Linked DNA regions of Zea mays: regions 2 and 3 are each linked to region 1. A link is a contact called in public Hi-C data. All regions are on one chromosome and are shown on one strand. Each heading gives the region's core, a stretch centred on a gene start, on an enhancer-like site or on the middle of the called end of the contact. The rest is flanking DNA. Distances are from core to core; before and after follow the strand shown. Region 1 holds the start of LOC100193889. Region 2 holds the start of LOC100285213 (heat shock 70 kDa protein 4). Region 3 holds the start of LOC100281415 (heat shock 70 kDa protein 4).

Region 1 (4,729 bases), core at 2,013-4,512:
GCATCAGACGGCACCTCCACCATGTCAAAAAACAGTCTCAAAAGTTTTATTGCAGGTCCAAAACGAACAGGGGACATCAGAGCTCAAAAGGTTTCTAGAGACACCAGACCAGGGGAGTTCACCGCACAGGCTGCTGGTTGTAGTGGCTCTTCTCTTTCTTCTTTGCAGCGGCAAGCCGGGCACTCCTCGCTGCGGCCTCAGATCAGGGGAGTTCACCGCACAGGCTGCTGGTTGTAGTGGCTCTTCTCTTTCTTCTTTGCAGCGGCAAGCCGGGCACTCCTCGCTGCGGCCTCGGATGCAGCAATCTTTGCCGCAGCGTCCATCTCTTTGCTTGACTTCTTTTTCTTCATCGAGGCTACCTTCTTTATGCGCTCCTTGACATCCACAGAGGCTGTATCTTCATCAGGTTCTGCAACAGCTGCTGCTTCCAACCCATTGGCTTGATCCTGCGCTTCCTTTAGCTCCTTTGAAGACTTTTCTTTCTTAGATTTCTTCTTCTTTGAGTTCTTGCTTTCTAGAGGAGCAGGTGCATCTTCCTTTTTCTCTCCATCTGCAACTTGATCTGCACCTTTCTTACCTGCAACAGAAGATTCAGCATCATCATAAAGAAACTGGCAAATCTTGAGCCAACATGGCCAATCAGGAAGACATCAACACAACCAAATTGAGTTTCTTCAGTTTTCATGGAAATCTTCCTGAAGGTAAATTCTTTCGAGAGAGAGAGAACAGCATGTATTAGAACTTACCATTGGGTTCCTCTTGTATGGAATTGTTTGATGTGCCAAGGCCCAACTCAGCCAGAACAGCATCAAGTTCAGCGAGTTCCTTTTTCTTCAATTCCTTCTTGGAAAGTTGTCTTTCAGTATCTTTGGGTGGTGCAGGTGGAGCTGTCGCATTCTTCACGGTTGGTTCAGCAGGGACAGCATCATCTGCTTTATCCTCATGGTCCTCATCAGCGTCATCATCAACCTCATCATCAAGGCCATCATCTTCACTCTCAATCTCCTGCAATGTGGAAGAAGCATTTAGAGAGAGAACATAGTATATTCAGGTACGAATATGACATAATATAGATCTAAACTGGAACGCATGAAAAGGTGACAAAATAAGCTCAGTCGATGTATGAAATGGAAGGCAAAAGTACTTAACAAATGCAGAACAATATGCTCCAACAACATATTTTGAACAGAAATGTTTTACATATGACCCACCCGTACAACTTGAGTAAGACCAACATTAATCTACATCTGTTGTTGCCTCTTGTTCTGAACTAATGAATAATAAGCCATTAGATGACACAAGTCATACCTGAGTCTACCAGTAGAGTCGTACGTGTAGCAGCGCTCTATTTTGAAAAAAGAACAAGAACAACCCAGTAGTGGCTTTTTTATGATGCCCTAAACCAAACATCTAGCATGACAACATACACTCCCTCCATTCCAAATTATAAGAGGTTTTGGCTTTTCTAGATAACATAGTAGCAGATGCTAGACACAATCGACAATATCACAATAAGACAGCAATGTTCACAAATGGTCAAACAATATGGATGAGAGACACAGACACTATTTCATAATAGTAACCAATGTGTACAAAGTTGTTTCCTCAACCTGCTTTATTTTCATTAAAATCATATGCAGTAGAGCATTTAGATTTCTGAAGGTACTAACAAAAAGGCAAGAATCAAGGAATCAATAAGGCCACATGCTAAGATAAAAGTGTATACCCTTGTGAAGATATTTTAGTTGCATATCCAAAGTAGGCAGGTGGCACTAATCCAGCAATCCAATCTATCTGTAACTAGAGCTTGACTGCCCAAGGACACTGATTTGCTTTTGTGTCCATGGAGCCCACTAGCTTTGCTTGTTCCCTATCTGATTCTGTGGTTTTTATAGAGTTATTTATTTGTATCACAAACTTCTCCACTACCAATATCTGTGCAATTCTAAGCAAGCATTACAATGCCACGATTACAGCAGCAAGCATAAGAATTTCTAGATTTCTTAGGACATTGAAAGTTGCTTTTGTTACCATAGAGCCCACCACGTGTTGTTGATTCCCTATCCGATGACCTTCTTAAGCTCTTTTTCCGAAAAGAGAAGTATCCCCATTTCCATTAACGTCAAACTTCTATTTTTTGACTTCCCGTATGTGCGTAATTATCAACTAACCTTACGATGTTATGGCTATAACAGCAGGAATTTTGATAGAAATTTAACATGTCGGTTCATGTACCAAGGATTATAATTCTTCGAAATCTAGTAATCTGAAACCACAATCTATTAGTTGCTTTCTGTGTAAACCGTTAATTCAAATGTCCCCAGGATATAATGGCTAGCAATGTTTGGATAACCGATATCGACAACATAGTCTTATCATTCAACATCCAACTCAGTGCAAGATACCTATGACCCACTAGGCAGATCTTATTCCATGAAACCACTCGAAGACGATACTAAAATTAGCACCTGCGGGCAATTGTCTTCAAGATCATTCTACATACCACCATCAAGAGTACATATATAAAACATAAACATAGACTTAGTATAACAATAAAAAGAAAAGAAAATCCTGGAAAGACGCATTGTGAGACTCAGCTATCCACAAAGCTCAATGAAAAGAGAAAGAAAACGGGATGAAATTCAGGCGAGATGGACCTCTTCCAGTGCGGGCGCGTCGTGCTGGTCCTTGGCAGCGTCGCGGTGGGCGTCCCCCCAGACGGGCCTGGGAGGCGGCGCGGTGGTGGCGAAATAGTCGTCATCGTCGTCGTCCTCGACGTCGGCCCAGGACTTGGCGGTGAGCGGTGCGGGCGCCCAGAAGACCTCTGGCTTGGGGTCCTCCCTGGCGGCGGGCTTGGCCCCCTTGTCCGCCGGCTTCTTCTTCTTCTTAAGCGTCTCGAGCGCGGCGAAGACGTTGCCGCTGCCGATCTTCGGCTGCTCCGCCGCGCCGGCGCGCCTGCTCCCGCCGCCCGCCATCGCCGTAGCAGCCGCGAGCACAGAAGGAAAAAAATACAGAATTCCGATCTCCGGCGGGCGACGTACGTTGCCTGATCTGCGGTGCGCGCGGGCGACGTACGTCCCCTGATCTGCGGTGCACGCGGGCGAGGCTGGAGAGGACGGTGTAGAACCGAGAGGGAGGCGACGGCGCTAGGGTTTGCGCGATCGGCCGGGGGCAGGTTGGGTTTGTGTTGGTCTGTTGGATTGATGGATTTGCTGTGCTCGGGAGAGACGAGAGGTTACCTGCAAAATTATCCGCGAGTAGACAGCAGGCAGGGGAAGGAAGCGGCCTGCAGCAGGCGTTTGTAGTTGTAGCTGTTGTGGTGTTGAGTGAGTCGGACGGCTAGTGTTATACAAAACTTCTGTTAACATTTGCATTGCAGCACTCACTGTTACGCTTCATCGTTCTAGCGCGTTTCTACCATACTATGCACCTGTTGGGACAACTTTTTCTGAAATGTTTTGGTGAGAGTCTATATTTCTAAATAATCTATTTGTCATAAGAATTTGGATGTCGCATGAAGAAAGATGATGGTCTAGGACGACTTAACATTTTTTGTATTCACGTTGTTGGACAATTTTGACGGAAATGATTCTCACATAAACAGGCTGAGAAGCAAAGTGTTTGGCTATCAGAAGCCGATTCTGGTGACCAGAAGCTAAAACAAACAGCGCATGTAGCTTGCCTCCTATCTAAACTTGTAAGGCTATCTTCGATAGCTTTTAGTCATTATCATCTCCTATTTTAAATTGTAAAATATTGTTTTACACGGCCACATACATAATCTGTTGACCATAGCCTAAGTAGTTGTATAGATGAGCCATATATTTAAAACCAATTTTATGTGTGTTTTTGTCTCTATTCTCTCAACTATATGTCCGGGTTGGAAAATATGTACAGTACCCACTAACATATCTACCACGTTCAACAAAGATCGATAATATGCGAGTAGAAAATTATGAATGATTACTATTAGATAAGCAGTGTAATGGAAGAAGAATGTCTCAGTGTAGTGAAAGTAGTGTAAAATCATCACATATTACTCATCCTCCTCAACTTCGTTACTCATCAACACCGCAGCAACATCAGCAGTGTCTCTAAGGTATCCATACATGAGGGGATAAAATGTTGTGACACTGGTATGCTAGCACCATACACACAATGAGAGAATGAAGGTGACATCTTCAGCATCCACAAGCCAAGAGAGAGGGGTGACACCGGCTAAGATGATCTCTCAAGCACGCTAGCTCCTTATATACATATTGTTGGGGGTCTCCTTCTCTGCCGAAGGTCCTCAGGATGAAAGAACTGTTTGTAATCAAAGGAACTAAGCGCTGAAGTTGTAACATACGCGCAAGAAATATAGCGAAGCTTCGACTTAAGATGATCACGAAGGTCATACATGAAGTTGAGCCAGCAAGGAAAAGACATGTTTATCCTTAAGCTTTGTATTAGAGCAATGCATAGATATCAAGGTCATAATTGTACTTTTGCTTGGGCTGCGTAACATGCCTATAAATAGATGAGCAGTACCCCCGTACTATTCACGGTGCATTAGAAAGGTTGTATATGCATTCTCTTCTTCGAGCAAGTCGAAGGTACAAATGTAATATGTATTTTGTATCACTTTATTAATATACAATACAGATTGTAACATCGTTCTGACAAGTGATATGAAATGAGTAATTGTTATAATGTTACATTGTAATATTATATCTATGAATAATAAAGA
Region 2 (4,181 bases), core at 840-3,339, 280 kb before region 1:
GCCGCTGCTCCGCGCCGCGTCCTCAATTCGCACCACTGCATGGCTCACCGTCTGCATCTGCTTCATCCTATCGCGTACCAACTGCGAAAAAGATATGTGTGCCACTGCCATCCATATTAACTTTTCATATTAACTTTTTACGATTCGGTTGTTCCAGGTTGCAAATTAAATATGTGACTTCGGTTTTGATTTTTTTCCTGGTCGTTTTTCCCCCGTTTATAATCAAAGCTACAGGTTTTTGTGACCTTCACTTTTTTCGTATTGGTACATTCTCTCTCTGAAGTGATTAGACATGAAGAATACATACACGTGGCTTGAAAATGCTCTAGAATCTACCATTTCCATATTTTCTGTTGTGAATTTAGAGATGTCTATAAGCACATTACAGAAATTTGTTAAATCTGAACCCAACTAAAGTTCTATAGTGTCATTTGCACTTCGGTGAGTAAGGAGAAAATGGCTTACAGGAATAATAACAGGACAAGGAACATTACAGAATTATTTGACTGTCTGTATTCACTTATTCCCTTACTGCATTTTCCAATATATATTCTTTGCAAAACTTTTAGATTCCATCGATAAATGCGTATACAATAAACGCAATTTGTAATGATTATATCTACATGCATACATACATCTTCATCATGATACACGAAATATTTAGATTACTAAAACTCTGTTTGATAGCAATAATTTTTTTTTAAAAAAACTGGTTTATAAAAATTAAGGAGGTTCCAAGCATACCAGTTTATGACTCAGTTTATAGAAATTAGATTCTCGGTTTTTTAAAATCAAGGAGCTGGTCTCTTAAAAAACTGGTTTTTTAAAAACTGGGTTTTCCAAAAAGGGTCTAAGTTCATTACTCATATTGACTTTGGATGCTGAGAAAACAAATATATAATTGCTTTTTATAAACTATAGCAACACTGACACAGATTCATAGATCAAATGTGTTATCCTTGTATATACGTATGCATGTCAACATGTATAAACATCGATACAACTATATCAACCAAGAATCACCCAAATTGTTCAGTTGCATACTCATTACGACTTCGAATGCTAATAAACCAAGCTGTATTTTGCTTTCTTGGGTTTGTGAGTCATTCATTTGTCCAGCATAAAATGAATGGGTGAAACCTCTTCTTTTATGCACAGCTCCTGCCTCCTATCAAGGTTGGGGTTTTTTCCTTCAGGTTTCTTCATATGAACAAGTGACTTTATAACTCTTATTTGAACATACGCCTGATGAAAGTTTCATATTTCCGCAGTTCCAATTTGCAAACTACAGGAATTGTAATTATGGGAAACACTATAAAGAGATCCTTAAGGCTTCAACTGATAGATTAAAGAAAGGGTTTCTCAATTATATTGTTCTCAACAAGCCTGTAGAATGGATATGCTAAATGCTCTTCTTCTTTTATCAACTAATCTATTGACCTGCAGGGTTTCAAAAAAAATCTTTTTCATTTAGCATGTAAGTTATCATTACTATTCATCCTTCCTAATTGAAATCATTTTTTTGTCCTCATAGACAATTGTAGCTCACTTTATGCACAAAGACTAACTAAGCATGGCATATGCTCTTTTATTGCTAGACACACCTTTTGTTGAGGTGTTTTTTTAGTTTATATATATTATAATAATTTCCTTGCCAGTTATCACAGCATACTAAAAAACTATAGAGTTCTAATTCAGTATGAAGATAGCTCGAGCAGATTTCACTAAAGGCATAAGGTAAGCTACACACAATATCAATGTAAGATAGCGTTCACACTGCTCATGTTATATTATTTACGACCTAAACTACTCTACTACTTCAAACAATTATATATGTATATATACCTCTCTAAGCAATAAGATTTTGTATCTTATGTAAACACGTCAAGAAACGGGGGCTCGCGCGGACCGCGAGCACTTTACTAGTGAGTCGTGAAGAGCCCAGAACGTTCTATTGTGACCTGCTTCCTGCGAGCGCGGGCCGAACACGTCAGACGAAAGAATGAACAGAACCTGGGCCAACACGTCAGTCCGAAGAACGAACAGTATCTCTGGCAACTCCTAGAACGTTCACGGCCACACCGCCACACCCACACCACACAGCAGTGCAGCACGGCGCCCCGCCCCTCGTACTCGGTGAGATATATCCCCGCCTTCCCTCGCGAAAGCTCTCGTAGAGACGACGACGACGACGACGACGACGACGACGCGAGAAGTCGAGGCGCCGCTGCTTGCTAGGACCGAGCTTCAGGAAGTCTCCAACGGCCCCGGCGCCGGCACGGCCTGCCCCGCGCCGCCACAGGTACCATTCGATCTCTCCGCCTTCCGGTCTCTGCGTCCTCCCGGTCGACCTACATAATCATGCAGTTTTCTCTGCCTTCGGATTCTTTTTAGCGTTTTAAAACCGCGTTTTATATATGTTTTTTTAGATTTAGCCGAGGGTTGGGATTTGGGGGTTTCAGTGGTTTTAGGTCGGGTTTAGTGGCGCTTTTGGATTGAAAAATCGATTTCCTCTGTACATCATTTCTGTGGCCGAGGAGGACACGGTTGACGGTTTCACGGTTATATGCCAATAATTATTGTGATGCGGCTAGCGGACCTAACTGCTAGATCTGGCTGCTGTTTGCAGGGATTGATTGTGATCAGATCTATTCTGTAGTGGTCAGCGGCTGAGGGTGAACCGAAGATGAGCGTTGTGGGATTCGATCTCGGCAATGAGAGCTGCATTGTGGCAGTCGCGCGGCAGCGCGGCATCGACGTGGTCCTCAACGATGAGTCCAAACGCGAGACACCCGCCATCGTCTGCTTCGGGGACAAGCAGCGGTTCATCGGTACGGCGGGCGCCGCGTCCTCAACCATGAACCCCAAAAACTCCATTTCTCAGATCAAGCGCCTGCTCGGCCGCAAGTTCTCCGACCCCGAGCTCCAGAGTGATCTCGCGTCCTTCCCGTTCCGTGTCACGGAGGGCCCCGATGGATTTCCCTTGGTACATGTGCGGTTCCTGGGCGAGGAGCGGACGTTTACCCCCACCCAGCTGCTTGCCATGGTGCTGTCCAATCTGAAGGGCATTGCTGAGGGGAACCTTAAGACTGCGGTTGTTGATTGCTGCATTGGCATCCCTGTGTACTTCAGTGATTTGCAGCGCAGGGCTGTTCTTGATGCTGCTACTATTGCAGGCCTCACGCCGTTGCAGCTATTTCATGAGACAACTGCCACGGCATTGGCTTATGGCATTTATAAGACTGACCTCCCGGAGCATGACCAGCTAAACGTTGCATTTGTTGATGTCGGCCATGCTAGCTTGCAGGTCAGCATTGTCGGTTACAAGAAGGGACAGCTCAAGATGCTTTCGCATGCATATGACCGTTCTCTTGGTGGGAGGGACTTCGATGAGGCCCTCTTCAAGCACTTCGCGGCGAAGTTCAAAGAAGAATATAAGATTGATGTTTACCAGAATGCCCGTGCATGCCTTAGGTTGCGTGTGGCGTGTGAGAAGCTTAAGAAGATGCTGAGCGCCAACCCAGAGGCCCCACTGAACATTGAGTGCTTGATGGATGAGAAAGATGTGAGAGGGTTTATTAAGAGAGAGGAGTTTGAACACATCAGTGCACCTGTGCTGGTACGTGTCAAAGGACCCTTGGAGAAGGCCTTGGCTGAAGCTGGCTTGACAACTGAAAATGTGCACTTTGTTGAGGTTGTCGGATCTGGTTCTCGTGTTCCAGCCATAATCAAGATAATCACTGATTTTTTTGGGAAGGAGCCGAGACGAACCATGAATGCAAGCGAGTGTGTTGCGCGGGGCTGTGCTCTCCAGTGTGCTATTCTCAGCCCCACTTTCAAAGTGCGGGAATTCCAGGTATAATCTCATTTTTTTTCTTCCTATGTTGTTTTAAGCTATGGCAGGGTTAGATTATTCTAGTGCCGGTCTATATGATAGACTGTCGTCTATGCTCCGTTGAAACTAATGGGGATACTGCAATACTTGCATAACGACATACACATTATGGCTTGGAAAGCTGTTTGTTGCTGCCCACTCTGACTTGCTAATGTTTAGAAAAATGTGTGCCACTGGAACTACAAGTTCAAGAAAAATAGTTCAAATCACTTTCAGTGTCAAGAGTTGAATAGCCTTTCCTTATCACCTTCTTACTTTTGCTTTTGAGATCCGTTTGTTTTGTCTA
Region 3 (4,470 bases), core at 40-2,539, 410 kb before region 1:
CATCCTTTTCATCCATCAAGCACTCAATGTTCAGTGGGGCCTCTGGGTTGGCACTCAGCACCTTCTTAAGTTTCTCACATGCCACACGCAACCTAATACATGCCCGCGCATTCTGGTACACATCAATCTTATATTCCTCTTTAAATTTAGCTGCAAAGTGCTTAAACAGGGCCTCATCGAAGTCCCTCCCACCAAGAGACCGGTCGTATGTATGGGACAACATCTTGAGCTGTCCCTTCCTGTAACCGACAACACTAACCTGCATGCTTGCATGACCGATATCGACAAATGCAACATTCAACTGGTCATTCTCTGGGAGATCAGTCTTATAAATACCATATGCCAGAGCAGTGGCTGTCGTCTCATGGAACAATCGCAATGGCCGGAGACCCGCAATAGTAGCAGCATCAAGAACAGCCCTGCGCTGCAGATCTGTGAAGTAGACCGGGATACCAATGCAACAATCAACAACTGCGGCATTCAGGTTACCCTCAGCAATGCCCTTCAAATTGGACAGCACCATGGCAAGCAGCTGGGTGGAGGTGAACGTCCGCTCCTCGCCCAGGTACCGTACATGGACCAGGGGAAAACCATCGGGGCCCTCCGTGACTCGGAATGGGAAGGAGGCGAGATCGCGCTGCAGCTCGGGATCTGAGAACTTGCGGCCGAGCAGGCGCTTAATCTGAGAGATGGAGTTTTTGGGGTTCATGGTGGAGGACGCGGCGCCGGCGGTGCCGATGAACCGCTGCTTGTCCCCGAAGCAAACGATGGCGGGTGTCTCGCGCTTGGACTCCTCGTTGAGAACCACGTCGATGCCACGCTGCCGCGCAACCGCCACGATACAGCTCTCATTGCCGAGGTCGAACCCCACCACGCTCATCTTCGATTCACACTAAGCTGCTGACCACTACAGCTTCAGATCTAGATCACAAGTAGTCACTGCATCGCAAAAGCCAGAGATCTACTGGTTAGGCAGGTCAGAGAAGCAACGGATTCTTGCGTGAATCTTAAGACAAGAACGCCGAAACCAAGAATTTTACGCATCAAAGCGAATAGTTATGAATTCTTCACCGAATGCAATGCGAACCCCAGCCGACGACTACAAACCCGCTGTCCCAGTCGACGGGTCCAAACCCGCCGCAAAAAAACATCTAAACATTAACCTAACAATCTAGTAAGGAGGCATGGAGAATCCGATCGTACCTTCAGAGGTGGAGATCGAGGCCCGTCGAAGCTCGTAGCGCCGCAACGGAAGTACGGGCAGGGCTTCCCCTTTGGCGAGAAGGGGAGAGCCGGAGAGGAGTGAGGACGCAGTGATATACGGTGTGTGCCGCGGATTGGCCAATGTAGACGAGAATCTTCTAGAACGTGGACGGGAAACCTCACGCCGGGGTGGGCAAAAAATTACCAAACCAAACACCACACGAACCAAACAACTTTTTAACTCTATTTGGTGTTAGGCATTTAACTCTATTTGGTATTTTGGTGTTAGGTATTTAGTACGGTTTTCAATATTCGCACATCAAATATACCAGAATACCAAAATTTAGCAAACCTATCCCTTGACGTCCAACAAGCAGTTCATATAAAGTCTTAAACCCTATACTCATATCATTTTAATTTTTTAAGAACTATTCAACATTAAATTGTTTATTCAATTTTATTAGGTACTTATTGATAAATTATCGTTATGTTCTTTATACAATTTTATGTTTGTAGTTTAATTTGCTACTTGTCTGGTGACTATGGTAATACCAAACACCAAACCAAAAAATCAAACACCAAATTGTGCAGTTTTTTTATTCCTGGACAAAAAGTTTGGTTTCCATTTTTCAAACACCAAACTTTTTTGACAACGAATAAACCGCAAAACCAATAAAACTGAATTCCTAGCAACGAACGCCATCTCCACCATAATGTGCATACATACGTGCAACGCACTGTAGACTATACTTAGGGATGAAAATGGACGAAAACGGACGGAAAAACCCATCTCCCATTTCCGTATACGCATTTTATCATCGGAAACGGGATCGGGTCTGGAATAGTCGGGAATGGAAATGGGAGCGGGATAAACGGAATTGCGAAAACGAACAGAAACGGAAATACTAACGGAAACTCATAATTTAATACAAATAGGAATGATATTGATGTTTGACTGGTGATTGATTGGCAGGATAATAACGTAAAACAAATAGATATAGAGAGACAACATTCTATTGTTGTTTGGTTGCTAAGAGCAACTCTAATAGTTATGTAAATTTTAGCTCTCTAAATCACAGATTTAAGAAATTGCTAAATAACTTTGGAAGTAAAAAAATGTGAGTTCTCCAATAGTTCTCTAAATATAGGTTGTAGTTTTGTTTTGTATCTATCCACATAAAAAATAAAGTCACAATGTCATCAATTACCTTCATTATCTACATAATGCAGTAAACATTTTTGTTTAGGGACTTTGCTAAATGGTTGCCAAATGTAGAGAGGAAATAAGGTTAGATGAGAAGTTGTTAAATTTAGAAAGTTCATTTAGAGAACTGTTGGAGATGAGTTTTTGTGTTAACTACTTAAATTGTTGATTTAGGAAGTCTGTTAGATAACTACTGGAATTGCTCTAATAGTGTACATTTAGCTACATCCGATGTTGTTTAAGACTTTAGACCACTTGTCATTGAAAAGAGCATATGGTTACAATGGCCATTTATGTTATAATTTGTCACCTAAAGACACGAGGCTTCAGTTTATATACTAATGCATATTAGGCTCGTCCCATATTTATCAAATACGGAATAAAATACGGGTTCAATCCAGATAAAAAACGGAATCCCGCAAAAACGGACGGAATAAACCCTCTATTGTTTCCGTCCTGTTTCCATATTTTTCGTAAATACGGAAACAGACGAGACAAATGTAGAAAACGGTTCGGGTCGAGGCGGGATTTTACCCGTCCGTTTTCAACCCTAACTATAATGTTTATAAGATGGAGTTAGTAATATGTATTGATTTAAATTGGTATACCTAAGTTCAACTGGTGTATGAGACATGTCTTCTTGTATTTGGTTCTTTCAATTGCTATCTTCTGTAAGGCATACCTTGTAGTTGTATCCACTAGGCATATATTTAAATTTTCTTTCAATTGGTATTCTTTACTGAGTTCAATTGATATATGTATGCCTTAGTTGTCTGTGTTTAGTCCCCACTGCAGCACTACGGGGTAGTCCACGTAGTGCTTTTGGAAGGACGACGACGTCGATCATAGCTCGATGGTACGTGCGGGGGACGTCGGAACACATGAAGTTTATACATGTTTGGGTCGCGCAAATGCGTAATACCCTACGTTTTGTGTGGTGCTGAGTATTGAATTGTCTCGAGTTCACTGATTGCAGGTGGTTCAGGGACGGAAGATGAGTTCTCCTATCAATCTAATGGTGAGCGAGAGTCAAAGAGAGTGTTTTTTGTAGGGGTATCTTTGCAGCCTTATATAGCCGACTAGAGAGTTACCCCTATACAATTCGTTGGGTTTATCTAAATCTACTTTCCATTGCTATGAGTATGTTTGCTTTTCCGTTGCTCGGTTGGCTTCTCTGTTTTATCATCCCAGTGATCGGGTACCTGGCCTCGTGAGAAACGTGTCCTTAGAACTGTTAATTCTTCTGCAACATACACACACGAATGGTATATTGGTGCAGTGTTCTTTGGGATCTCCTCTTATCATGTGCTCTGTTGCTTCGTTTGCCTTTTATTTTGCCCGGACGAGGCCTATTAGTACGCCCAACTGGACATCTTATTGGGGGCCTCTTCGGCGGCCCATGGAGTGCATCTATGAGGGAAATTGTGTTGAGACTCCAGGAATGAGCTCTATTACCCGGTTTTATTTTCTAGACGCAACTTTTTTTCCATGCTTTGGTCCATTGGTGCACCCAATGGGTGTAGCCCTCGAGCTTCGAGTTGAGTTGAGCAACAATCGACTCGAAGGTCTTCAAAGTCTCTTCTTCAGTGGATCATTTCATCAGTTTGACTGTAATCAAATCATGCTCGAAGGAGGTTTAGCTGACTTAAACCTAGCTGACTAAAGCTTTAGCCGACTAAACTTCAACCAAGACATGTTTGGCCAGGGTCTGATAAGGTTGGCGACTAAATTCAACAGATAGAGGTATGGTTGCTCCAGGTTTGACCAACCAACTTTTGTTGAACTTGAGTTGGTCGTCTTGTGGAACTGCATTTATATTGCTGATATTTTTGGATTTTTCCAGAAAAACAAATCTTTGCACCCAATGAGTGCGTCCAATGGGTGTCTACATTGTCTTTTCTGTGGAACAATAGCTTGAGGTGATGGGGCATAATAATGCGTCTGAGCAATTAATTTACTGGCCTCTGGTGCCGTGTTACGCAATGTCTTTGCTAGAAGCGTGCTTTTTCTTTGAAGTTTAAACGACTCTTGAAGGCTTGCGATTGTTTGTTGTACGGACAAGA

Evidence for each region. A called contact is a pair of places that touch in the nucleus more often than the background predicts.
Region 2: a Hi-C map of leaf shows a contact between it and region 1, with 2.4 times the contacts expected there. The contact joins the promoter of LOC100285213 here to the promoter of LOC100193889 in region 1. A contact is called at or near these places in 8 of 25 Hi-C or Micro-C datasets (ear, endosperm, leaf and 2 more).
Region 3: a Hi-C map of ear shows a contact between it and region 1, with 1.9 times the contacts expected there. The contact joins the promoter of LOC100281415 here to the promoter of LOC100193889 in region 1. A contact is called at or near these places in 2 of 25 Hi-C or Micro-C datasets (ear and tassel).

Annotation. Positions count from the first base shown.
Region 1 is chr8:92,207,983-92,212,711 of Zm-B73-REFERENCE-NAM-5.0, forward strand. It overlaps LOC100193889, which reads right to left and starts at 3,263. Exons shown (of 3, transcript NM_001138966.1): 1 at 2,658-3,263; 2 at 747-1,005; 3 at 1-577. The coding sequence starts at 2,975. The coding sequence ends at 213.
Region 2 is chr8:91,925,369-91,929,549 of Zm-B73-REFERENCE-NAM-5.0, forward strand. LOC100285213 (heat shock 70 kDa protein 4) reads left to right here and starts at 2,090. Exons shown (of 10, transcript NM_001158107.1): 1 at 2,090-2,302; 2 at 2,630-3,856. The coding sequence starts at 2,687.
Region 3 is chr8:91,799,636-91,804,105 of Zm-B73-REFERENCE-NAM-5.0, forward strand. LOC100281415 (heat shock 70 kDa protein 4) reads right to left here and starts at 1,290. Exons shown (of 10, transcript NM_001154333.2): 1 at 1,204-1,290; 2 at 1-939. The coding sequence starts at 880.